Linked DNA regions of Mus musculus: region 2 is linked to region 1. The links are chromatin contacts, called in public HiChIP or PLAC-seq maps. All regions are on one chromosome and are shown on one strand. The core of a region is the stretch at or near the end of the contact, and the rest is flanking DNA. Distances in the headings are between cores, read along the strand shown.

Region 1 (5,940 bases), core at 1,357-3,856:
AGGGAAAGCCCGCACTTTAGCTATGCGAGTCCCAGAGGAGGGGCCTCAGCCTACTCAGGTGCTTGGATGCTCAAGATATGCCCAAGGAAAAAAAATCCCCCAATTCTACCCAAGTGCTGCTCCTCTGAGCTCCGCGGGGAGGGTCTGTGGCTTTCTGAGAAGGGCCTTCCAGATGGCGCCTAGATGCGGCTGTGCCAGACTCCACAGCTTAAGTAAATGTTGCCACCATCCCATCCTGCCAGAAAAAGGCAAGGGAGACCCTCAGCTCCTCTCAGCTGCAGCCACGATCATTCCTGGGGAGATCAAAGCCCCCACCACCTGCCTGCCCACCCTCCTCAATCCATTCATCTTGGAGGGCTCTTCTGTGTACTCTCTAGTCACTGCCAGCCATTTTCCTTCCAGGCCATGCTTAGCGTGTCAACAAGGGTGGGAAATGCCTGTTGGATACCCACATGGGTGGTGAGGTCCTGGGAGGGTGACCAGGAGACCCCAGGTTTACAGATGGCACAAGTTTCAGTGCTGTCACCATTAGTTAGGTGAGTGCCCAGAGCTGACAGTCCATCTCCAGGAGTATTTCAAACTCTTACCCTCAACGCTTACATATAGCTCCACAGTCAAAAATCTTCACTGACTTCGCAGGACACACTGCTCCTACAAAGTGGCACCAAGAATGTTGCGTTCTAGCCGGGTGGTGTTGGCACGTGACTGTAATCTCATCACTCAGTAGGCGGAAGCAGGTGGATCTCTGAGTTCGAGTCTAGCCCATTCTACAGAGCTGGTTCCAGGACAGTCAGGGCTACACAGAGAAACTCCGTCTCCCTCCCCTCCGCCCACCCCACCCCCACAAAAAAAAGTTGAGTTCTCAATGGATTCTACATTTTTCATCTTGAGATCCCCAAATATCCTGGGGAGTCTAGAGTCTGGAATTGGTGGAATATTCCATAGTAAAACTGAGGACTCAAAATTTAGCCTTGCTCCCAAGCTTCCCAAAGGTCACATGAAATTTGGGCCTCCAAGGGGTAAATTAAGGTACATTCCAGCCTTCCTTTCCAGAAGAAAATGTATTTCTTGTATGCAAGGTGCAAAGCAACCCAAAGAAGGGATTCAAAGGATAGGCTACCTGATGAAGACCAGGGTGGGGTGAGCAGGAGGACCCCCCCAAGGACCCTGTACACAGACGCTGCACCAGTTCAGCACAGGTAAAGTCAACCTGGTGGGTGGAATTTCCTACCGACCTAAAGACAACCGCGAATGGGTAAAAGGCAATTCTTCCTATGCCTGCGTCTGGACAAACTTAACTGTGCTCGTTTTTTCCAAGCTAACCGTTTAATCCTTTCCTCCACTGTCACCTGCCCTTTGCTCTTCCGTGTTTTACTTGTGACCATTGATTGCTCAATTGGGTGAGCACCGTGGAGCACCTTGGGTGTCTCACATATCCATGGGCTGGAGCACACCAGGGGGGAGAGAGGGGATCACCACAGGGCGCCCAGTCTGCATACTGGTAAACTGAGCCCATCATCTGAACATTGGCTGGGCTTCGAGCAAGCATAGGCCTAGAATCTAATCAGCTGTACCCCAAATGGTGTCCACAAACTGTAAAGAGTGTAGAGGAGGCTGAAGGCCTCCAGAATCTCTTCTGCCATACTTCCGATGGGAAGACTGTCAGAGCTAAGGGCATTTTTCTCTGGCTGGGTTGCTAAGGGACAGCCAGCATGCAGCCTCAAAGGAAGCAGGGCTTACAGTCCCCATTCGAGGGGGCCAAGTGTGACAACAGAAGCCCCTGAGTGTCACCATATTGTTTGCAAATAGTTGCTGCTAAACACAAAGCGATGAGAATCCACCTTGGGATGGGAAGCTGATTCCAAAACGAAATATTGGGAAGCATTGGGCTCCCATGGGAGAAAGGAGATGAAGTGACAGCCAGTGAGTGACTGTCAGCTGACATCATAAGCTGCTCCAGGAAAGTGGACCACCTCAGGACCATGAGCTAAAGGCTAAGGGAGGATGCCCAGGCCTCTGACTCTTGGCCTCTCTGACATTCCCCAGGAGTCTCAACCAGTGGATCCATCCAGGCAGGAGGCCACCAAATCATCAACTTTGGAGGAAGGACCTTGGCCAGCGTCTGCCTGGGCACTGCTTCGGCACACACAGGCTGGGCCTCCGTAAATCTCCACAAACACAGTGGCCGCCTGCACATGCTCCCACGGCGGGGACGGAAGGGCTGCATATGGTGTACAGCTTTAACAGCTGAGCTTTAAAAAAAAAATAGTGCAGCTTTTCAAATCCATGAATCTGGGGTTGGGGTGGGGGTCCGGAGTCAGGGTGGAGGAAAAGAAGAAGCTGACGGGCATAGGAGTGAGCCCCTTGTATGAAATTTTATTATTCAGGGAATTTCATCCTACCTCCCGTTCAAAGGTCCCTTTGCAAAATGACACAGCGCTGCTTCCTGCCTGCCATCCATGAGCTTACTCATCTTCAAGTTTCTAAAGGCATCTACAAATGACTTTTTAAAATGGAAAACGAAAGTGTCTCATCTATCTATGAGGGAGTGGCACCCATGCTCTCCCATGGGCTAAACATTCTTAAGGCAGTTTATAAATGGAACAATTGTTCCCCCAAAGTTGGGACCTACAAGAGGTCAGTTGCCGCCATGCCTTGGGGGGCACCCTTTAGCTCCCCTCCTGGAGGTAGAACGTGGTGACAAAGGTGGCAGAGCCTGATCCCCTCGCAGTTTTCCTGGAATGGCCTCTCAACTTTTGCTTTCTGTTTCCTCTGCTGCTAATGACTGGCCCTGGCTCTGCAGCCAGCTCCGCTCTCCCCCCCTCCCAGCCCCCTGTTGCTGCAGCCATCCCCGAGCTCCAGTATAAAGTTTGGCTTTTGCAGCAGGAAGCAGCTGGGCCAAGCAACCAGCGAATGATAATGACCTCAGAAATCTGCTGTTCGCTCGGCAACAATAGGGTGCTCAGTCTACTGGAAAATTGTGTTCATCAGCTAACTCTGCTCAGTTACTAATTGACATTGCCAAATATTTTAAGAACAATTGGAATGCACAAGCAAAAAAAAAAAAAAAAAGAAAGAAAGAAAAAAAAGAAAAAAAGGAAAAAATTTTTTAAAAGAAAAGAAAGAAAGAAAAGGGGAGGGAGACCTTAATCCTCAGACTGAGTTTTTTCTTTCCTTTTTGTTCTTAAAAACATCTTTTGAGTGCTTGGGTTTGTTTGTATGGAATAGGCAGTGGTTATCTTGAATGGGGGCAGGGAGGTGAATCACAAGAGAGAAGAAGGTGGGAAAGGAAGAAATCTATCATATCACTATCACCAATGTATTGCAGGGAGGTGTGGATAAAGGCCTTTGATGCAGTGGTCAATGGGTCTAGGCGGGATGGAGACCCAGCATCTCAGGAATGCATTCTAGCAACAAAAGCAGACCGACCCCCAAGGCTTTTAGCCCAGCTGATCAAATAATCCTTGTCCAACTCAAAATGCTAGAGCAGAAGAAGTAGGGGTTAACGATATTTCCATCTTTGTATCTCTCCCTCCCTGGCTTCCATTGATCATGCAACTTTGCTGACTTTATTTAATGAACGGAGGGTCAATGCATTCAATTACCCCCTTCCCACCATCAACACTTCAATTATCCCCTCTCCAAAATGATGGGGGATTCAGAAGGTAACTGCCCTGTTGGATATAATGAACAGTATCGTTTCTTAGTACATTAAGTTTTAATTATACTAAGCATGATTTCCAAAGCAAAATCTGAAGAAACAGAACTTCAGTTGTTTTCTGACTCAGAGCAGAAGCGAGGATACAGCGGTGGCTTGAGAGGAGGTTTTAGGGAAAGATGCGGAGATTAATGCCATCAGAGCCTTTGCAGGCAAGCCAGAGAACCAGGAGGCATCACAACAGTGGGCCCTGCTTTTTAAATGTCATAAAAGAGTAAAATTTATAAGCTGACGCTCTCCAAATAGTTTCGCTTTGCATTGCACACAGAAGCAAACGACATGGACTATGGTGTGAAATAATAAATGAATCAAACAACAAACAAACAAACAAAAACAACAAAGGGAGATGGGGGGGGGGTGGCTGATCTGTGTGGCAAGTCCTGCCGCTTGCTTTCCTGTTAGAAAATATGACCCCTCTGCCTGTCAGAGGTCCTGGTTCTCGCGGTTGATCTTACGCTCGGTTCCCAGCAGTTTGGAGAGGCAAAAGAACAAACACATTTTCTGGTTCACTGGAATCATTTTCACATGTTCACTGATTCAAACATTCTTTTGCTCACATAACAAACAGCTGCATCCCACATTAGCCTAGCCAGTGACAGTCGCCCATCTCGGCAATAACTGTTTGATTGCAAACTTGACCCCTTCTTCGTCTCGGTCTAAGCAAGACATTTTTAAACAGCCACTCGGTTCCCAATCCTCCTTTGCAAAGAATTACATCAGATAACAAAGGACGTCTCTGCCACTCATTGTAAGCCTTCTTCTAGAGATCTATTCTAAGAGGCTCTGCTAAAAAGGTTTTTTTTTTTTTATGATGAATTCAAAACTACTATCATGTTAAGAGCAGCGATTTATAAAGAAGAATTCATTGGTTAAGATCTGAAAAAATAGTTTCTCAGGCCCTACTGACCCAGTTTTCAACAAAAAAAAGAATCAAGCCATGCAAATGAAGTTTTGTGACATTGTTATGCACTCTGAGAAATTTGTAAGGCCGTGTTTTGCAGTTATTTCTTAATAGAAGCCTTAATAAGTACTTTTTTTTTCTTTACTTAAGGGCTTATATTTCCCCCTCCCCTTCACCTTGCAGGTTTCTAACAGGTAACAATAAAAATACCATTGTGTCAAGAGTTTTATTTAAATTCGTCTTTGAACCGCACTTTACACGAGTCACACTTGTTAGACAGAGGGAAAATGGACCAGATTCGGTGGAGAATCCGAAATCCCAGCCAGACCTGAATGTCCTCAGACACACAGCTGATTTGAGCAGCAGAGTGGGCACGCCATCCATTTCCCCACTTACTCGGGAAATTATGAAAGGGTCTGATTTGAATATGAAGAAAAACAAAGAAGTCAAGCCCCAAATGAAAGAATCAGCATTCACTGTAAATCCTTCACCAAGGAAAATAAAGTGGAGAGCTAATGCCAGCCCAAGTATGATTCGCTTTTGACCAAGGTTGCTTCTCTTAACAATAAATAAATAAGTCTGGGGTTTGCTTTTTCTTCCAATAGAGTGTTTGGAGATGGGGAAGCAGCAAGCAGCTGGCTATCACTTGGCCAGAAGGTGATAAAAACATAGTAAACAGGTCCTTAATAGAGCCGAACATTTGGTATTCGATTTTATGCTATAAGGCCCTCTTGCTTCAGCAGGTCTGGGAGAGGGAATGGATTCTGTCGGTGTCGCTCCAGAAACTTAGGGAATCCAGTCTGCTTCCTGATCTCTGCCCCTGACGCAACACTGGAGTACACAACAGTGGAAGAGGCCCCTTTCCAAAAGCTTGGAAAGAGTCCCTGGAGAGAGGGGAGAGATGCCTGGAGCTAACCAACCCATCCTGACAGAGCTGCCCTCCAGTGACAGACAGGCCGGACAGCTTCACAACTTCCCTCACAGACAAGGCCCCTCCCTGCAGTGTGACCTCATCCTCCTGTGGTCCTCACATCCTTGTTAGACTCTCACGAAGCATCTCGTCAGTAATAAATCGCCAGCGAGTCCAGGACTCCACGAGCAGACAGTGTGTTTCATGGGTATTTAAGCAGCAGCATTAAGTGCTATCGGAATCTCTGGAATGTGTAGTTCAGATTTATGTGTATTAACCATTCTTTACCGGCTTGTAATAAGCCGGCACACACACTCGTGAGTGAGCACCCGCACACATACACATGCGCGTGCACACACACACACTTTATTCTAGTTCTAATTTTGTTCTAGAAGAAATTGCAGCTGAAGT
Region 2 (5,940 bases), core at 1,962-4,461, 180 kb after region 1:
CTTTCACTGTCTTTTAACATTAAACATTTGCCCCACCTTCGAAAAGATAAATGTGGCTTTTGATGACAGCCAATGTTATCTGAGGATTAAAATAGCCCTCTTGCAGCGCTCAACATTAAAGTCTTCCGCGTTTGCAAAATTGCAAACAGATGCAACTCAAGTACCTGCAAACGATCTGCCAAGTCCAATTTCAAAAGGGAGATTTCAAAATATGTGGAAGTCATTAGGACATGTATTATTTTTGCAATGAATAGGCGCCAGGAGTGTCTCAAGGAGCAGATGGGTGCTACTTTGTTTATAAAAGATCAACAGAATATTCGGCTGTAAATGAAGACATATAAGCTATATGAAACAATTATGGTAAAATGGCGAACATTTCAAAGCTAATTGTAATGGTCTTTTAAGATCTGAATTCCTCATTTCTTACTGCATGCTAAAATATCATTTTAGTTTTGGGTCTTGATTGATATAATTACCAAAATGACAGAAAATTAAAGCAAATGCTGTCAGTTTTACTGTTGTAGATGTTCGCGGGTTATCGCTTGTTTACAGTTGCACCAATACTGATAAATGAATATTTTTCAACATGAATAAAAAATGTGACCTCCGTCTACCGGAAATCTTCAAAAAGGACAGCCCCGAACGCAAAGAACGCAGACAGAGTGAACCTCAAACTGCATTATCACAGACTTCCAAATAGCCTCTCTCTCTTCCTCAAGCTCAGCTTCAAAAGGCTTGTTAATAAAAATCTCCACGATACAGCAGAGGCAAAACAGAACTCACAAATGCTCCACTCACCCAGGTCCCTCAGTGTGCCTGTGTCACCACCCAAGCAGGATGGAGTTAAACCCCTGTTCCATTTGCCTGTTTTATATTGGTAATCATGTGAATTAGATAATTACTCATGGAAAATGTGATTAAACATACGTCGCTATTGCCAATACCGAATCACGAAGACAGGGCATTGCTGCGAATTGCTTTTAACATAAATAGCAAACTGGGCTCGTAAAAAATGTCCAGTTAGGCCAATATCTGATGATAGATGGGCTGATCCTATGACTTGCAAAGATGCAAATCCCATACAGGCAAAATGAGGAGTCACGTGGTACACCCCGGGTACACATTTCCACACAAAAGACTTCTTGGCTCAGAATGTGTTCAAAATGTCAGCAAGTCCTGCAAAGTTGAGCCTGTGTCCTGCAATTAAGTTACCTTGGGGACTGGAATTCTGTGAGTCGCAGGAATACTCTGTACACATCTGTAAGTTGAAGGGAGAGATATAAATGGGGGGCCGGAGAGAAAGTTAGGCTTAGAGGGAGCAAAGAAGAAAATGTCCAAAAGGAAGGAAGTAGAGGCAGCCACCAGCTCCCCACTCCCCAGCCCCAGCTCGCAGGCTATGAGCTTTGCGGGTCCGAGAGCCATGGCAAGGGAGGCCACAGGCTTCAGCATTTCCTACCCTGTCCAGCCTCTCCAGAAGAGCTTTCTGTAAATCTTTCAACCACGCACACATCTTCTCCCATGACAGGGGCCGTGCAGACGGAGACCTGCACCCTACAATCACTGATGAAATTTGTATTGACTCCAAAATCAAAAGTAATGAGAAGAAAATTGGTTCACAGCCTGACCCGACAGTTCCAGACTGCTGTATTGAAGTTGCAAAAAGACATTTTTTTTATTGTCTCCAGATTTCAATTAACGACATCGAGCCGCCCCATCCTCCCATTATTAGTTTGAACAGAAGATCAGATTTAAGAAGTTTCACTAAATTAATTACTGTAATAGTATCTTGCCTTTCTGGAAACCCTCTGTGGTTGGTAAAGGGAAGACATTCTTTTATAGAGTGTGGGGCGCACAGAGTCCACCCATCGAATGCCTCCATCCCAACACGTATTTCTTTAGGGTCACATATGTGTCTGTGAGATGGCACGTACATCCAGGCTACATCACTGCTGGGCGGAGTTATGAAACTAGAGCTCACCTCAACTGCAACTGCATCTCTGCAAATATGTCTTGTTAAGTTTCAGAGCCCAAGCTGCAAAGTCTTATTATGCCCAAGATCTTATGCCATCTGCTCCCCACAAATTATTAGCAGCGAGTCCCACAAACCATCACCATGAAAGCCACCAATGTGAGCTGGCCTCTTTGCATAGAATAGACTAAAAGAATAGATCCACCATTGCCCCGGTCTTGAGTAAAAATGCAAATTATGCCACACGGTGCTAAATTATTCTGGGATATTTCATAATGTGAATTAATACCCACTAGAGGCTAAGCCGAGATCATCAAACTCATTTCACATAAGACAACGAATTTAACCACCCGTGACTCTATGACTGAGAAGTTAACAGGACTTCTAGCAACACCAACCACTCCAAGGTAGATTGTCCCTAAACACAACTGTCCATTTTCAAGACCATCCCATCCAAGGTAACTTTCTCCACTCTCTGCAGACAGCAGAACATTTAATAGGTGCTCAGGATGTCTGTTTACAGAATGATAAAACCCATCCCATGCATGATGTTCCGGCTGCCTCTAGTTGCCATTCTTAACAAACCCAAGGCAGTTTTGTGTTTTTTTTTTTGTTTTTGTTTTTTTTAAGAGATCTGATTTCATCAAAGTGAAAATAAATCGCTCTGACTTTCCAAGCTCGGCACAGTTGGGCTGCCCGCTTCTTGTTAGCAAAAACAAATGTCATCTTTTCAATCTGCATTTCAGGATCCACATTCCAGTGGAGGGTTAAATGATTCTTTTTTTTTTTTTTCAAATGTGAACAATCAAATGTAAGACAAGGCTCTCAAACGGGAGTGGGGGGGGCGGTGAGGCTGGATCAAAGGCTCTGTAGCCCAATGCCAAATGTATCTGTAATGCACTTGAACAATAAGACAGGCTGTCCCTACCCTGGAATAACACTGCCCGTATGAATCCCAGGAATTTAGTGTATCTGACAGTTTCTCTCAACCACCCATAACATTCTTGCCTGTCTCACTGGAGCTGGCAAAGGAGAATTCTGTAATTGAGTGGTAGAGAACATGTGCCCTCCTCGCTAGAAGATGACAGATGGATTATAAAAACTTCAAAGCCGAGCGTTTGGAGCACCAGGGGAGAGATAGTGGGCATTTGAGCTCTCTGTCTTTACCCAGGAGACAATGAGGCTGTGACATGGAGCATATATCAAGGAGTGGTGTAACTAGATAGACGTAATCTCTCTTTTCACTGGGTCTTTAACATTCTGTTAGGAACAAGTTTCAGGCCGGCTAAAGTACAGCCGTCTTCACGCTAATCGTCACAGGGCCTCCGTGACATGCCCCCCCCCTTTTCAACTGTGGTTAAATCAGTCTTCTCTGCACACTGATCTTTCTTCCTCTCCCCCCCCCCCCCCGCCAAGGAGAGCTTCTGCTTTAGGGAGGAGGTGGTTAAAGAAAAGTTAAGATTATTGTCTCTTCTGACTCACTAATCTGCTGAAACCTTGTTGCCTTCCGCAGGACTAAGGAAGGGCTCTCTCCCAGTGCTTGTCTACCGGTTGCCTGTCTTGAAGCCCTACCACAATTCTCCTGAGCCCATCGAAAGCTGTTGGTGTCCTTCCACTGGTCCCCAGTGACCCAGCCTCCCTGTCTCCTCCCTTCCCATAGCCAGCCAGGACACACTAGCACCACTGGCAGTAAGGACACAGTCCAGTTCCTAATGACAGACCTGGTCACTTCTTGCCCCCACATTTCAGCAGAGAAGAGCAAGCTAAAACAAGGCAGAAATGATCCACCAGCAGTCCTTAATATCCAGGCTGGGGCCTGCTGGGCAGCATCAGGAAAGCTGTCCCTGGTCCCACACAGAAGCCACTGCATAATCATTCATATTGATTTGACGAATTGTCAGCCCAGACCCCCAGAAAAAAAAAAAAACTTAAATTTTCTATGTCTCTTAAAATTTTGATAGAGGCATAAAATGGCTTATAGAATCTAATTATAGCAACGGACTTCAAAAAAAATGTCTCAATGTCAGAGATTAGTGAATCAAAGGCACATTTTTTTAAATCGATTCTTCCTTCTGAATATTAACAGTATTTATCATTCACACTGCCCTCTAGAAACACCAGCTAGAAGCCTTCTTCACTCCACCACAAGGGTCTCCCTGTACCAATTAGGCCATCAAAAACCAATACACTCAGGGTGCAGGGGAGTGAGAATCCCGCAGGGGCAGGACCGTCCCTCTAGATCTGTAGCTTCTTGCCACCACCACTGTCGTCATCCTTTCCAGTCTCTCCCCATCCTCTTTAAAGTGCCATGAGACAGATGGAGTTAAAGTGGAATTATTTTTATGAGACTCACACAAACTTTCTAAAATAATCAGACACGCCCTCCATGCTCCCCTCATTACCATCCCACACTTCCAATGTCCCCACACGGAGTCATAAATGCCACAGAATTCACCGAGGCAGGATGAGCAGTGATCTGTCTGTCTGTCTGTCTGTCTGCACCTCCATCACTACAGATGTTTGTCAGGCAGACATAGTCAAATTCCTACCAGGTCCCTTTTATGCTCCATCTTTGATGGCCCCACCGTAGATGCCACGAACCTCACAGGTGGGTATAAATATGTCGACTTACTCAGAAATAAGGGAGGCATGTATCCCTGCATCGCTCCACACAAGTGGGGGACAGAACATAAACGAACTGAAGTTGATTTTAATGAACCTGCATGATATTGTTGTGAAGTAGATGGAAGTAATATCCGCAATGCTCCATCCCATGGCACATACTTCTGGGCCTCTCCATACTCTGGAATCTGTCTCCATCATTCCCCAGAGGAACCTACAGACCCTGAGAGAACCTGGAACGTGGTGCAGTACCAGAGCCAGCCAGGGCCAACAGAACCTTTAGGATGCACTCCCAAGAAATAGTGCTTTATGTTTTAATTTTAAAACTAAACTGGGCCTTCAATAGGAAGTAGAATGTTAAGGAGGCAGGTCAAAAATGTCCTGAAAAGTCCATATGGCCCTGCTCTCCATTTTTCAGTGAATTACATCTCATTATATGAGAAAGTGAATACACAGCCAAAGGCCAAGGTGGACCCTTCACCCAAGAGCCATGTGGGACCTGAGGATATGTCAGTGGCCCCAGATCTACCTGTCTGTACCTCCGAATCAATCCTGTTGGGAAAGATCTGGTCTAACGTCGTCCTTACGCTCACTGTACATTTTAGTGCCTTCTGAAGCAATGCAAAAGAAGATCGAACAGAACATCTGGGAGAGGTCAGTAAACCCAGAGCCATCACATGTGACCACAGCTCTCGCTCCAAACTCAGTGGCTTTTCAATGTATCAGGCTCTCTTCTCAGCACCTATCATTACCACGTCTACCAGCCACATCAGTTGCTTTCTCAGGATTATCCCAGAAAGGGGTGAAATCAATCCCTAACTACATTCGTGCAAGATCTTTCCAGAAGGGATGAAATCGCTTCCTTAACTAGACCTGCGAAAACCGTGTGGCGGACGAAAGTCCCACGCAAGCGCGCTTCAGGCAGCCCCGCGCCCCAAAGAGCTCATCCCCAGCGTGCCAACACAGCATCCTAACCCTTCCAGTTGCGCACTAATGCCTGTGTTCCTGGAGATGAAGCCCAGACTTGAGCGATGACAAGAGGGGAGAGGGCTGGGGTCTTTGAAGGAGGCCCGTGCACGAAAGCCCTTCTTAGAAGCTCATTTTCATCTCTTTCTCTCACAGTGATCTTCTGCCATGGTGGAATGTAAACACCACAGGAAGAGACGGAATCGTGAATTAAGGATTTGGAAGCCTCCCGTTAGAAGTAATCTTCAAAGAATGCATACCCCAAACATCAGAGTCACACAACAAGGCTCTGAACTGCTTGTGTCTGCCTGCAAAACAGCACAGGTCACACCTATGATTATCAGTTGAGTCCTGCGCTGCCTTTAAAAATCAATAGAGAGCAT

What was found. HiChIP or PLAC-seq counts read pairs in DNA pulled down with a chosen protein or histone mark.
Region 2: an H3K4me3 HiChIP or PLAC-seq map of forebrain shows a contact between it and region 1, with 4 times the contacts expected there. The contact joins two enhancer-like sites. A contact is called at or near these places in 1 of 484 Hi-C or Micro-C datasets (nephron progenitors), 3 of 115 datasets of contacts at active chromatin or transcription factors (cardiomyocytes, embryonic basal ganglia and forebrain) and 3 of 9 other capture datasets (adipose tissue, embryonic tail and embryonic trunk).

The regions. Positions count from the first base shown.
Region 1 is chr7:37,560,600-37,566,539 of GRCm38.p6, forward strand. All of the region lies in intron 4 of Zfp536 (zinc finger protein 536), which reads right to left. Among named protein-coding and RNA genes, the nearest start is that of 4930505M18Rik, 110 kb to the right of the region's middle. Within about 2 kb of position 2,607, at least 110 of the 459 cell types and tissues checked have an H3K27ac peak or open chromatin away from gene starts, as enhancers often do. A contact at or near this core is called in forebrain, where this site is marked.
Region 2 is chr7:37,743,375-37,749,314 of GRCm38.p6, forward strand. All of the region lies in intron 1 of Zfp536 (zinc finger protein 536), which reads right to left. Among named protein-coding and RNA genes, the nearest start is that of Zfp536, 23 kb to the right of the region's middle. Within about 2 kb of position 3,212, at least 19 of the 459 cell types and tissues checked have an H3K27ac peak or open chromatin away from gene starts, as enhancers often do. A contact at or near this core is called in forebrain, where this site is marked.